Linked DNA regions of Zea mays: all the other regions are linked to region 3. A link is a contact called in public Hi-C data. All regions are on one chromosome and are shown on one strand. The core of a region is the stretch at or near the end of the contact, and the rest is flanking DNA. Distances in the headings are between cores, read along the strand shown.

Region 1 (4,211 bases), core at 9-2,508, 360 kb before region 3:
TCATGACAGTATGCCAATATCAGGGATGCAAGTTTAAACTATTTTGGGTCATCGGGTCGAACCAAAAAATTGATCAATGAACTAGAATGGAATTTCCATAGTTTGAGGGAGTGAAAAAATGAAATAGAATGGCATTTGACAGTAATTAGTTAGCTGACCTGAAAACACCATTAGTTACCCACTTGCATCCCTAGTCAACATTTTAGAAGTTCATAAAAAGTAATGAATCCTATACCATTCAAGAGCAGCAAACAGCCAAACACAGGGGCAGAAACAGTAATAGATCTTAAATGTAAGGGATGCATAACATTTAGTCTCAGGATTCATAAGTATAGGTATAACAAAGATGGTCAGGCGTCAGATAAAATTATTACTAGATCATCTTTCAATGCATGAGTTGTGAGAGTGTTCCATGTCTTATAGGATCTAGATTAGGGCCAGCATTGTTTTATATATCAAGGTAAGCACGCAAAAAATATATCGATAACATGGCGAATGTTAATTCTGCATCAATGGAAACACAATAATTTGATAGGCACAAAGAGTGCTTTTTTCCCTGCCGTACAGAGAAGGGGCTACAAAGGCATCCTGTTGTAATGTATTATATTCTTCTTGTAAGCTTCAAAACCAGAGAAGAGATTTGCAATTTCCTACCCAGTAGATGTAGACGTCCTTGTATTCTGCAGCTGTCAGGCCTAGAAAAAACTCTAACCCCCCAACCCACCATAGAATCTAGGGTTTCGCCGCAAATTAGCCAAACCCAAGCCACAACAGCGAAATCCAACAAGCCAGGGTGAGAAAAATGCCCCAACCAAGCACCTGAGCCAACCAAATGGATCAGGAAAACAAAAGCAAGCAAAATTTGGCCTGAAATGCAACGCAAACCCTAAAAGCCGACCAATAGTCGGACGCAGCAAATCGTCGGGAATAAATGGGCTAACCAGTTAAAATCGCTAGCTTATTAGAAGTTCGCCAGCCAAGATGTCATCTGCTATATCCTATTTTGTAAAGAAAAAAAAAACTAGAATCGACCAAGCGACGGCGGCTGATGAGCTTACTGTGCCGCCGCGCCCTCCGAGGAGGATGTTGTTGAAGTGGTGACCGTCCGTCATCTCCGCCGACGTGGCGCCTGCGGCCGACCGCTTGGTATCTCCCGAGCACCGCCTATCCTCAAGCTCCGCTTCACCGGTGAGGCCAAGTCCAGGGGCGCAGCTTGCTTGGCTGCGGCTCTGCGGTGCGGAGGCGGTAGAGGGGAGCGCGCGGCGCAGCGAGGGTTTTTGTCATATAGAGCCACAGCGAAATTGGTCGCCATCTCACCGACGTGTGGGTCCCATCTGTCACTGTCAAAAGCCGCCCAGTACGCACGGCGTCCCCGCCGAGCTAAGATGACAACGGATTGGATCGGGTTTATGTATATGTGTACATTTAGGCCGGGCTTAATGGGCGGGCACGAAGCACGAAAAAAAAAAGCTCGGCCCAAACTCAGCACGATGCATCGGGCCGTGTTTGGGCCGAGGCCGAGACCCACGGGCGGGCACGAGCCCGGCCCGTTTAAGCAGACCCGAAATGGCCCGGTAACAGGCACGAAAAGGCCCAAAATAATTTCACGCCCGCATAGTCCTTGTCACGCATGGGACAGCGAAGGCGAGGCCCATTTATCCGTTTATGTCTTGCGCCCAGCCGCCCAGTAAGTAGAAACCCTAAATCTCTCGAAGTCCGTCTTTGTCTCTCCGTGTCCGGCAGGCGGCCGCCGTCTCTCCCTCCTGTCTCTCTCACTCCCGGCCGACGAACTGCAAGCGACTCGGCGACCAGAGCGCGACCTGCCCGGCCGGCCGCAGAGCCGCCCCTGCCGTGGAGCCGAGCGCGACCGTGCGCACCTACCGCAGAGCCGCCCCTGCCGCGGAGCCGCCCCTGCGCGCGACCGCCGTCCGGAGACCGGAGCCGCCCCTGCGCGACTGCCCGAGCGCGACCGGAGCGGCGGAGCCTGCGCGCGCCCCTGTATTCTGGGCTCGATTTTTTTATTTCGGATCCAAATGTGTATTTCGGGCTATTTTTGTATTTCGGGCCTTTACTATTTTCGGGCCGCCCGTTTAAAGCCCGGCACGTTTAGCTTAATACAGGTCAGGTCGTGGGTCGAGGGGTCGGCCCGTGGGCCGGCACGACACGGCCCGAAATTAATACTGGGTCGGGCCGGCCCGAAATTAAACGTGTCGGGCCTTTTTGGGTCGGGCCGAGCGGCCCGAAGTCGGGTACAAAGGCTCGTTCATGACTAGTGCTGGGAATTGGACCGGCCCGGCCCAAGCCCATTGTGCTTCGTGCCAAACAGGCTCGGGCCCGAAAAGCCCAAAAACTTTAGGGTCGTGCCGTGTTAGCCTGAATTATAAAAACAGTGGCCCAGCCCAGCCCGGCCCTAAACCACGTCGTGCCTTCGTTGGGCCGTACCGGTCCAAGCCCGACCTGTATATTTGACCACATAAAAATAAAATATTACAAGCATATAAAGTCCACAACTTACTAAATTAAAGATATTAAACAATTCTAGCATCATTTAACCACATAAACTCCCAATATAGCAACAATATAAATTCGATATCTTATTAAATTAAAGAAATTAGACAGATTGGGCTTAATTGGGTCGTGTCGGGGGCCTGACGGGCCGGAATTTGAGGCCCGGTCCAGGTCCGCCTTCGGGCCGTGCTAGCCCGACCCATATTATTTCGTGTCGAACCATGCTTTGGGCTTCTATTTTCAGGCCGTGCTCGTGCTGGCCTAAAAATCCCAACCCATATTCGCAGCACTATTCATGACCGCACTCACGAATATCATTCCATACTTATATCTGAACATGTCGGCTTTTCGAGTGTGTTTCAGATCACCAATGAGTTTTTACTCATTAAACACTTATAAACAATAATTTAGCTATAAATAATTAATTACCATTAATAATTAAGTTATATATATATATATGAATTTTAAAACTTCTCACCTTACGTAGCAACAAAACATTTTATAAATCATTAGCCGAGTTATTTATTCAAAATAATTACAATTGTATCTTAGTCGTTTATGTGTAAAATAAATAATGGAATAAATTTTGGGTCGGGTATAGACCACCCACGGGTGAAATAGAAACTCGCTCCTATACCTGCAAAACATCGTGTTGAATATGGGTCACACTCGTGGGTCAAAATCTTCACTCGTATTCACACTGTCGGGTTTCAGGTTTACAAGTTAAATTACCATCCCTACACCCGGACAGACGATAAACCCATGGAGGGAATCATTCCACAAATAATTAAATATCTCATTCAAATCATACTCGCAGAGATTTTCCTTCTACAAATAATTAATAAGCTGTTTGGTTTGAGGAATGAGCTAGTCCATCGTCTTCACACTCCTCACTTTTTTTGTTTGGTTTGTGGAATGGATTGAGTTGATCCATCATCACCTCATTCCTTATAGTTATTTAGTTAGTACTAATATGAAGAATGAGGTCATCCCACCAAATTTGAGGAATGGACTCATGATGCACCACCACATTTAGGATGTAGTGATTCCTCAAACCAAACACACCCTAAATATCTCATTCAAATCATACTCGCAGAGATTTTCATGTTAGGAAAATAGAGAGATCCTAAGAAAAAAAAATGAGAATTCAAACTAGCCCAATAAGTGAGGCGTGCACGCTTGCCTAGCGTGCTTAATCGATGAATCTCACTCCTATATACCTTATTCATATTTAATATTCATATTCATATCTAAATACATTCTTCTAAGAGATTCTTCTATATACTAGGTCAGTACTCGTGCGTTGCAACGGGAACATATAATACCATGATAACTTATATACAAAATGTGTCTTATATTGTTATAAGAAAATATTTCATAATGTATTTGTGATCCTAGCCATACATAAATTTTGTTATTTTAATTTAGTTGTTTCACTACTACATTGCAACCATCAGTATCATGCAGACTTCGATATATGTCATGATTTGTATGGTCTCATTATTGGAGAGCACGTGCCACACCTGCCGGTAGAAGTTCCGTCGTACATCGTTAGTCATCAGGCACGCACCACCATACACGCTTGCTTAAACAAAAAATGCAAGTGTGTGTTTGCGAAGAGAATTAAAGGCAGACCGTCACAAAAGGTACCCCGACGATGGCGAGTGGTCATTGTTGTCGGTCCACCTCTGCTCACCTCCGGT
Region 2 (4,040 bases), core at 680-3,179, 310 kb before region 3:
CATTCAGTTTGGGGCAGATTGCATACACAAACGCATACAAGAACAGTCACCATGCATACACGGCATACAAGAATGCATACATAAGCAACCAGGTTTTAAACAAGAATGCATACAGAATGCATACAAGAAAGTCACCATGGTTTTAAACCAACAATAGAAGAATATCTCAAAGTGCAACTGCCATTCAGTTTAGTGCAACTGCCATACAAGAATTAATTTAAACCAGCAATACAAGAACTATACTGAACCATACAAGGCATCATTTCTCATAAGGTAGATGGTTCTCAGTGATCTGCTTGTCCAGGAAATTACTGGGAAAATCATTCCACCAACAGATTAGTGCAACTGCCATTCAATTTTTCATAGGTTAGAGCTGAAACTGAACTACAATCACCATTCACCATAACAGAACTGCAGTTGTCTGAAAAAAGATAACATGTAACTAGGATTAGTACAAGGGAACAAATAACAACTATAGTATCTAGAATATCTCAAAGTGTAGAGCTTAAATGATCTCAGCAGAAAAATATAGCCATTGCCAACTAGCTCTAGGTGAGAAGATTGTAATTTAAAGTAAAATTTGAAATAAAGATGCTTGAAAGAACATACCAAATTTGCTCATATCATTTGTTCAGGCCATGCATCACTCCCACGAAGCAACCTACATTTATAAAAATGATATTATATGCTTGTAGTCTACAATATTGCATGCTTAGTAGATTCAAGTTATGGCATACCTAATTTTGCGCTTGAAGCCAAATTTCTCTAACATCATGCTCTGTTGTTAAGAAGAAATTGTTGCTCATGGGTCATGGGTTAAAGGACAGTGTTGGCTTGCAGTCCCAGGAATGGTATCAGCCATCAAAGAGATGTTCATGAAGACAACCAACCACCAGCATATGCTCAACTACCACTTGCTTCACTTCACCTCCATGTTTTCACGTTGGCCAATACTGAGGTTGAGCAATAGATGAACTGGCATTGATTGATGCTAGCGATCAGTTGTGAAATTAATCTACACACCTCCCCAATCTTTTTTTTGATGTAATGACCTCCCCAATCTAGATATTACGAACTGTAAATTTCGGTGCTATTATTGAAAAAAGGACAATGCGGTGGTGGGATACTTCCTGTTCAGGTCGACGGAGGACACAAAGGAGCAGGTCCAGATCTGAAGGTAGGTAGGTACTGACCTCGCCGGAGCTTGATCTTCTTCTTGTGGGTGACGATGGTAGGAGGCTTCCTGTTCGGGTCGACGGTCTGCGTGGCCTTGGCGTCGTCCGGCGCGAAGAGCACGGCGTCGATGCCCTGCACGGAGATCCTGCCGTCGGTGTAGATGTCCGGGTCCAAGAGGTAGCGGATCTTGTGCGGCAGAAACCAGAATCAAATGTACCTAGTGCGGCAGGCGCAGGGTGTCGTAGCTGGATCAGAGAGGCAAACCAGAATCAAACGAAGATGCAGGTCGGCAGAAACCAATCGATGAAATCTTTGCTAACCCCCGCGACCCCGGCTTAACCCCCGCGCCCCCGGCTCAGAAACACGCGTACCTGGCTGCAGTAGAGTTCTACTGCTGCAAGAGCTGGAGTGGCGTTGGAGTTGTTCGGTGGAGCGGCGGAGGCGCTCGTGGCGTTGGAGTGGCGTTGGAGGCGCTCAAGCGTTGGAGCGTTGGAGCGGCGGAGGCGCTCGTGGTGCATAGCGAAGACGAGACGAGGCGGCGGAGAATCGCCTGGCCTCCTAAGGCCAGGGTTGTTTCCGACGGGAAAATGGGACAAATCTCTGCACGAGATTGGGCTGCCAAATGACACACATGAATAATCCGAGGACAATCTTCTGGTGGGCTTTCTTCCAGGAGAAAAGGCCAGGAAACCGGCCGGATTTTGGGCTGCCAAACCAGTCCTAATAGAGTAATAAACACTGCACAGATTTCCACATGCAATGGACTCGAGTATCTAAAATCGCTAGCAACGGCATTTTGTATCGATGAACAAACCATTGAATAAAGAAAATAAATAGAAATAAACAGGTATTGTTGAATTCACACAAAAATTGGTCTTAAGACATACACACGAGCTAACCGAATGATCTCTAGAACTTACTGCAATGAGCGAGCTGCAGCTGGACATTCTCTATTGGTATGTTTGGTTGGCTTCTCTCCGTAGCCTGCTTGTATGAGCTAGACCGACGGTGCCTGTATGAGCTAGACCGACGGGAGCCTAGCTCCAGAGATGCGACCAATTTACTCGCGTCTGCAGAGCCTGCTCCAGGGCGCTTTGAGTATCGTGCGAGCCTGGCTCCATATCTGCACGCAGGTAATCAAACACACACCTCACACAAGTAGAGCTTGGTTGACAACAACCAAACACCAGCTCATTGCATTTCACGATGCAAGCACCAGCAAATATAGGCAATATTTTCCTTGTCGGTCAATAAATCCGAGCAGCCATGGTGGCAGTAGGTGAATCCGGTCTTCATTTTGTACTATAGATTTTGTACTATAGTGGGAGCTAAAAAAACCTGCTTCCCGCTGCTCCTAACCTGCTTCCCACACTACAACTCCTCATAAATCACTTCACACACAATTTGCCAAACAATTTTTGTTGAATTCACTTCTACTTGAAAATCATTTGGAATCTCTATTGAAGAATTAGCTCTCAAAGCTAGAGAATCATGCGGCAGCTCTCATCACATCTCTTTGTGACTTTGTGTGAGATAGCGCGATAATCCGAGTAAAACTTTAAAAAATGCTAAAGATCAAATACTATTGCGCAGCCAAGTTTTCCGTGTATTTTCCATACAGTCAGACTATCAAAAGTTAGGACTTGTTTGGTAGAGCTCAGCTTCATGATTCTCTAGCTCCGAGAGTTGATTCTCTAATAGAGTGATTCTGAGTTCTCTATGAATCTATTTGACGAAAACCGTTTGGCATAGGCTGTGAAGTGATTCCTGAGGGGTTAAAGAGTGAGGAGCAGGTTGAAAGTGGTAGAAAGTAAGTTTTTTTTTTCTCACACTTTCTAGTACAAAGTAGAGATAAGATTCACTCCACTTCCACTTTGAAGCTCAGATTTTTATCATTTAGCTTGGCAAGAGTGATTCTCGCTTGGAGCGAAGCTGTGGGAGCTCTGCCAAACACCATCTTATAAAAAAATCTCAAAAATTATAGATATAATTTATTATTTACTCTATCAATATACTAAATTTTAATTTATAATTCATCATAAGTTAAGAGATATAACAAGACAAAAATTCTATCCAATATGAAAATTTGAAAAATGATAGAATTTTAACTTTTTGTATCTCTTAACATAAAAATGAAAACTTAAATTTGGTATATTGTTAAAATAAATACTAAACGCATATAAAGATTTTTTAGAGTTTTTATGACTTTTGATATTTTTTTGCACGACGTTGGCTTGAGAAGCTTGATTGCACAATAGTTTTTCTTATGGAAAAATAGTTTAGTTAATCGAACACTTAAATAAGCAAACAAAAAGACATTTAGTTCGTAAAGAAAATTACACATTATGCGGGCCAAATTAAAAATAAAAACTACACAATGCATAAAAACTAAAACTAACATTATTTGAAGAAAATAAAAAATCACATAACTCATAAAATAATAAAATACAATTTCTATGGTGCAGATCCTAAATATGCTCCATCAAAGGATGACTTCAAAGCTTATTAGTGCTTCAGGGGTGACGGTTGATCCTGCAATTGAGGATTCGACTGTCTTATAGTTGCCCACATCATATAATCTTCTCCGCTCATCCTCAATAATCAAATTATGCGGAAGGTCCACCCAACCTAAAGGGAGTGAGATATTTTCCCAATTTCTACAAATATAAACCCCGAACTACAAATCGTCCGGGTGAACGCGCAACAACCAACCAGTGCGTTCCGTTGAATCGTCGTGCGTATGGGATTAGCAATGGTTGGTTCTTAGGTGCAATAAATAATGGTGAGCTAGTGAGATTTTATAAAAATATAGGTTACGTGCTGACATGGATAATGGAGTAGACATATAACAAGACGCACACACC
Region 3 (4,358 bases), core at 567-3,066:
ACCGGTGGCGGCGCAGACCCGTTAGAGGGCGGTGCAGCCTGGCAGGGAGGAGTGCGCGCACGGGCGGCGTAGAGGCAGGGGGCAGGGATGGTCGGCGGCAGAGGCTGGGGAAGGGAGGGGAGACGTGCGGTGTTGGCGGCGGCTGCTGCTCTGGCCGAAAGAGGTAGAGCACAGCGAGGAGTGGCGCCGCAGCGGGTAGCCCTTGCGCGGGGGCACAGGCGCAGCCGGCGGCGACCAGCCGGCGAGGGGAGGGTGGCCGGCGACTGGGAGGGAGGTGGCTGGCGGCTAGCGGTTGGGAGGGGAGAGGAGAGGGAGGAAACGTTATTGTAGCTCTGGTACCATATTGAACATAGAGAAACCCTAACCTAGGATGGATTGGGTATAGTATATTAATAGAGCACAATACTGGGCCAGGCCCATTACAGGAGACAGGTAGCCCATTACAGGGGACATGTAGCTAACACTACCTATTAGAGATTTTTCAGGCCCGTGATTTTGGTACAGCAAACTCCAAATCTCTAGCGGCTGCTTCGACCACAAGCTAGGGGTATGACAAGGAGACCCTCTCACTCCTATGTTGTTCATCCTCGTCATCAATCCACTCCAGAGGATTCTAGACCTTGCCACACAACATGGAGTGCTCACACCCCTCTCCCTTGCTGTAGTAAAATTGAGAACTTCGCTCTATGTTGACGATGCTGTGATATTCGTAAACCCGTCTACGGATCAACTTCAATCTATTAAGCAAATCCTCCATGCTTTTGAAGACGCCACGGGTCTCACCATAAACTTCGGAAAAAACTCGCTTCACCCGATCAGCTACGAGAACATGGATTTGACGGACATCCTCCAACCGTTCCTAGGCAGTCACATGACCTCCTCCTGCCGATACCTTGGCCTCCAACTCCAAACTAGGCTTCTGAAAAATCATTTCCAAGCCCTTTGGAAAAAATTGGAAAGTGACTCGCGGGCCTGAAAGGAAGCCTCCTCAACCGAGGAGGGTGCCTCACGTTGGTCACCACCATGGTGCTCTCCTCCATGATGACCTATCATCTGACCAGGAAGCAAATTGACAAAGTTTATAGGTTCTTCCTGTGGAAAGGCGTGGATGCTGCAAATGGTGGCCATTGTCTGCTTCCAATTTTTTGTTATTTGGATTGATTCTATATAGATGAAGTGGTTATAAAAATAGAAAATTATAGTTAAATGTTGAAATAATTTGGCTCCTCAAAATTTCTCGGAGGAGACACTCCTTAGAACAAAGTCTTTCATCCGAAGGGCATGTGCAATTTAAGACACCAGTTCGGTTTTCCAAGTATAAAAGACGACTAAGAGATTATGGCCCCGTTTGGATCTCAACGGATTTTTAAAATCTAGCTCTTCACGTTATCCAAGACTATCCAGTTAGATGGGCAGGTACTGGATTCTCTCTTGCGTCGCGATATCCAAGGTATAAAACACACTCGGTTTGGTTACTCTTCTGAATTTTCATGCCGGATTCTCATTATTTCATGGAACCAAACGCGGCCTATGTGGTACAACCCTAAGACTTTGGATCATTAATGCAACTAAAAAGACAATGTATATGGAAACTCGTGAAAAGACAGTGTATATAGAAACTCGTGAAAAGACAGGTCCTTAACGAAGTATCCGTCTCAATATTTTTTTTTACTTAGAACATTAGAGACCCTTAAAAGACTCTATATTAAATAAAGTTATACATTAATTAACAGGCTGAAACCAAACGCTATCTTAGATAATGTGCAGTGTCTAGATTCTAGAAATCTGCTGGATCCAAACGCGGCCATAGTGTGTAGTCCGCCTCTGCCCACACAAGCACACGGCGCGCGCACTCCCGCGACAAAAAAAAAGGAAGTGGCGGAAGAGAAGCAAGAAATAAAAAAAAAGAAGCGAGTGGAGACCGCAGCACGCCCGGCCGGCGTCTGGGGATGACGCGCGCCTGCCGCCAATGGCCGCACCGACGCAGACGCTAGTGCTGGCGGGGATCATCCTCCTCAACTTCGTCCTCGCCGCGGCAGCGCTCTACCGCCGCATCCGCGGCCGCCGCAGGCCCCGGCAGCACGTCCCGCCGCCGCCGCCGCTCGAGCCGGCCGCCGCGGAGGAGGCGGAGGCGGAGGAGGAGGAGGAGGAAGGAGGCGGTGGGGAGAGGCGGCAGAGCCAGCGGAGGAGGAGGAGAGCGCGGAGGAAGCGGCAGCAGCAGGAGGAGGGGGCGGCGTCGGAGGGTGGTGGTGGCGACGGCGCGGACGGGGCCGCCGCGAAGGCGACGGGGAAGGAGGAGCTGCTGCCCCGCCGGCCGCAGTTCCCGCTAGCCTCCGTGGCGGGCGTGCTGCAGCGGCGGATCCACGCGCGGTACGACGACCTCGCGCGGGCCAGCGAGGCGCAGTGCCTCACCATCGAGCAGGTGCGCCGCACCGCATTACCCTTCTGCTTGCTTCTGCCAGGCCCAGGGCTCTACAGTCTACATGCCTTTGCTTCCTCTCTCTTTCAGTGTGTCTGTCTGCGAGTTAAACGTAGGCTGCAGCCTAGCTGCTTGGACGACAAGTGTTGCTGCTGCTTGCAATGTGGCGGGTGACCAATGAAAATCAAAGCTACCTGCTGTTGATTCCTCGCCTGTTTCTTTGCTCAGGTTGCAATCTAGGGATAGATTAGGGCTTCAAATGCGCATTTCCGACGCCAATTTGGCTTCAATGATGCACGCCTGATGAGGGCTACTACCTACTAGGACGCCTATAGAATTTTGCCATTTTGGTTTTAACATATGGGCATGAAATGCCAGGTATCCTAGTTGCGCTGGTGCTCACGTATAGAACTTAACTTCATACTGTCACCTTGCCTAAAACTTAGAAGTAAACCAAACTAAGGAGAATGAATCCTTCGTCCTTCCACATGTACGTGCAGGTACACACACTATATTGGGGAATCACAAATTTCTATGCAAAACTCAAGAACTTACCCACCTTGCCATGTGTGATCTGTGATCTTTGTTCTATAACTCTTTTCCCTCTTTAATGAAAGGCAGAGGTCCTGCCATTTGTGTTTCAAAAAAGGTGTTCAAAGTTGCATCTCTTATCAAATAGCAGGATTTAAAGATCTGCTTCTTTTTTCTTGGAGAGTTGGAGTTAACTCTAATACTCCTTATCAGGTTGATGTAGATTGAACCCTCACGTTGCAGATAAATAAGGCGATTCTTAGACAGTTCTGCAATGCTCCTTTATTTATTTCTTTACTTTTTTTGTAAGGTATGAGGTGTAGCGATACAGTATATCTACTAACAGCACTTGTGCTCTTGATAGTTCATTTAGGATTGAATGAAGTTACCAAATGTAGCAGCATATTGTTCACTTGTTAGTTCAAGATCAATTCAGAATTAAGACTGTAAAATGTTGCTTTAGTAGACAGAGTGGTGCACTATGTTTGAAGTGGGTAGCTTTAGTGCTTATTGATCATAGATATTGTGGTTAGCATTAGAATTGAAATATGAAACCCTATTTTCTGAGTCGTTCGCTGTTTCGCAGGGTGCAATATTACTTGGCGAGTGTAGTTCCAAAATACTGCATTCAAGATCACTTCAGTTCAGTAGTGTTGGAACAAAACACTGCATTCCTTTTCTTGATAGGCTAGAGGTAGCACTAATTGAAGAATAACTTATCCAATACCGGTTGATAGGCTAGTGCATAGTAGAATCCTAAGGCGTGATAGCAATGGGAAGAGAGGCAGGGGAAAGCCGAAGTTGACATGAGAAGAGACAGTAAAAAGAGACTTGAAATGATGTAATATACTAAAAAAAATTAGCCTGAATAGGAGTGCATGGCAAACAGTTATTCGTGTGTCTGAACCTTGACTTGTGGTTTTCATTGTGTTTCAACTCTAGCCTATCCCAACTTGCTTGGGACTAAAATGCTCTGTTGTTGTTGTGTTCTCTGATTTCCTCAACTGTCAGCTTGTTCTATGGAGGATAACTGTACTTGTTTTGTTATGAGTAACACCCATTGTTGTTAGATCATGATATGCCTACTTTTAGATAAACTATTTGTTGAGTCGGTTAAATGGCTAAAACATGTGTTTATTATCCTATTATCACATAATATATGTTTTAATATCATTGAAGTATTTTTTTTCAGGAAAAATATGTTTATTATTTGCATATGATCAATTTATATACCTATAAAGATAATGTTGGTCAAGATTAAATCGCATTGATTACATGTATTCTAAAACATTACTAACTTTTATCTACTGGCAAGTATAAAGTTGAGTGAATTGTTGAAAAAAATCTTGTGGTACATGTCCTGTGTATGGTGGATGATCATGGTTGCAATTACGACCTTGTAGACCTG

Evidence for each region. Hi-C and Micro-C count contacts between places; a contact is called where the count stands out from the background.
Region 1: a Hi-C map of ear shows a contact between it and region 3, with 2.9 times the contacts expected there. The contact joins the promoter of LOC542007 here to the promoter of LOC103634935 in region 3. A contact is called at or near these places in 2 of 25 Hi-C or Micro-C datasets (ear and tassel).
Region 2: a Hi-C map of ear shows a contact between it and region 3, with 2.5 times the contacts expected there. The contact joins the promoter of LOC103634933 here to the promoter of LOC103634935 in region 3. A contact is called at or near these places in 5 of 25 Hi-C or Micro-C datasets (ear, endosperm, leaf and 1 more).

Annotation. Positions count from the first base shown.
Region 1 is chr8:22,415,352-22,419,562 of Zm-B73-REFERENCE-NAM-5.0, forward strand. It overlaps LOC542007 (SSRP1 protein), which reads right to left and starts at 1,259. Exons shown (of 16, transcript NM_001347364.2): 1 at 1,059-1,259. The coding sequence starts at 1,112.
Region 2 is chr8:22,464,625-22,468,664 of Zm-B73-REFERENCE-NAM-5.0, forward strand. LOC103634933 reads right to left here and starts at 1,930. Exons shown (of 5, transcript XR_557015.4): 1 at 1,548-1,930; 2 at 1,194-1,393; 3 at 738-975; 4 at 610-661; 5 at 53-421. It also overlaps a transcript of LOC100280975 not described here.
Region 3 is chr8:22,771,637-22,775,994 of Zm-B73-REFERENCE-NAM-5.0, forward strand. It overlaps LOC103634935, which reads left to right and starts at 1,817. Exons shown (of 5, transcript XM_008657513.4): 1 at 1,817-2,422. The coding sequence starts at 1,970.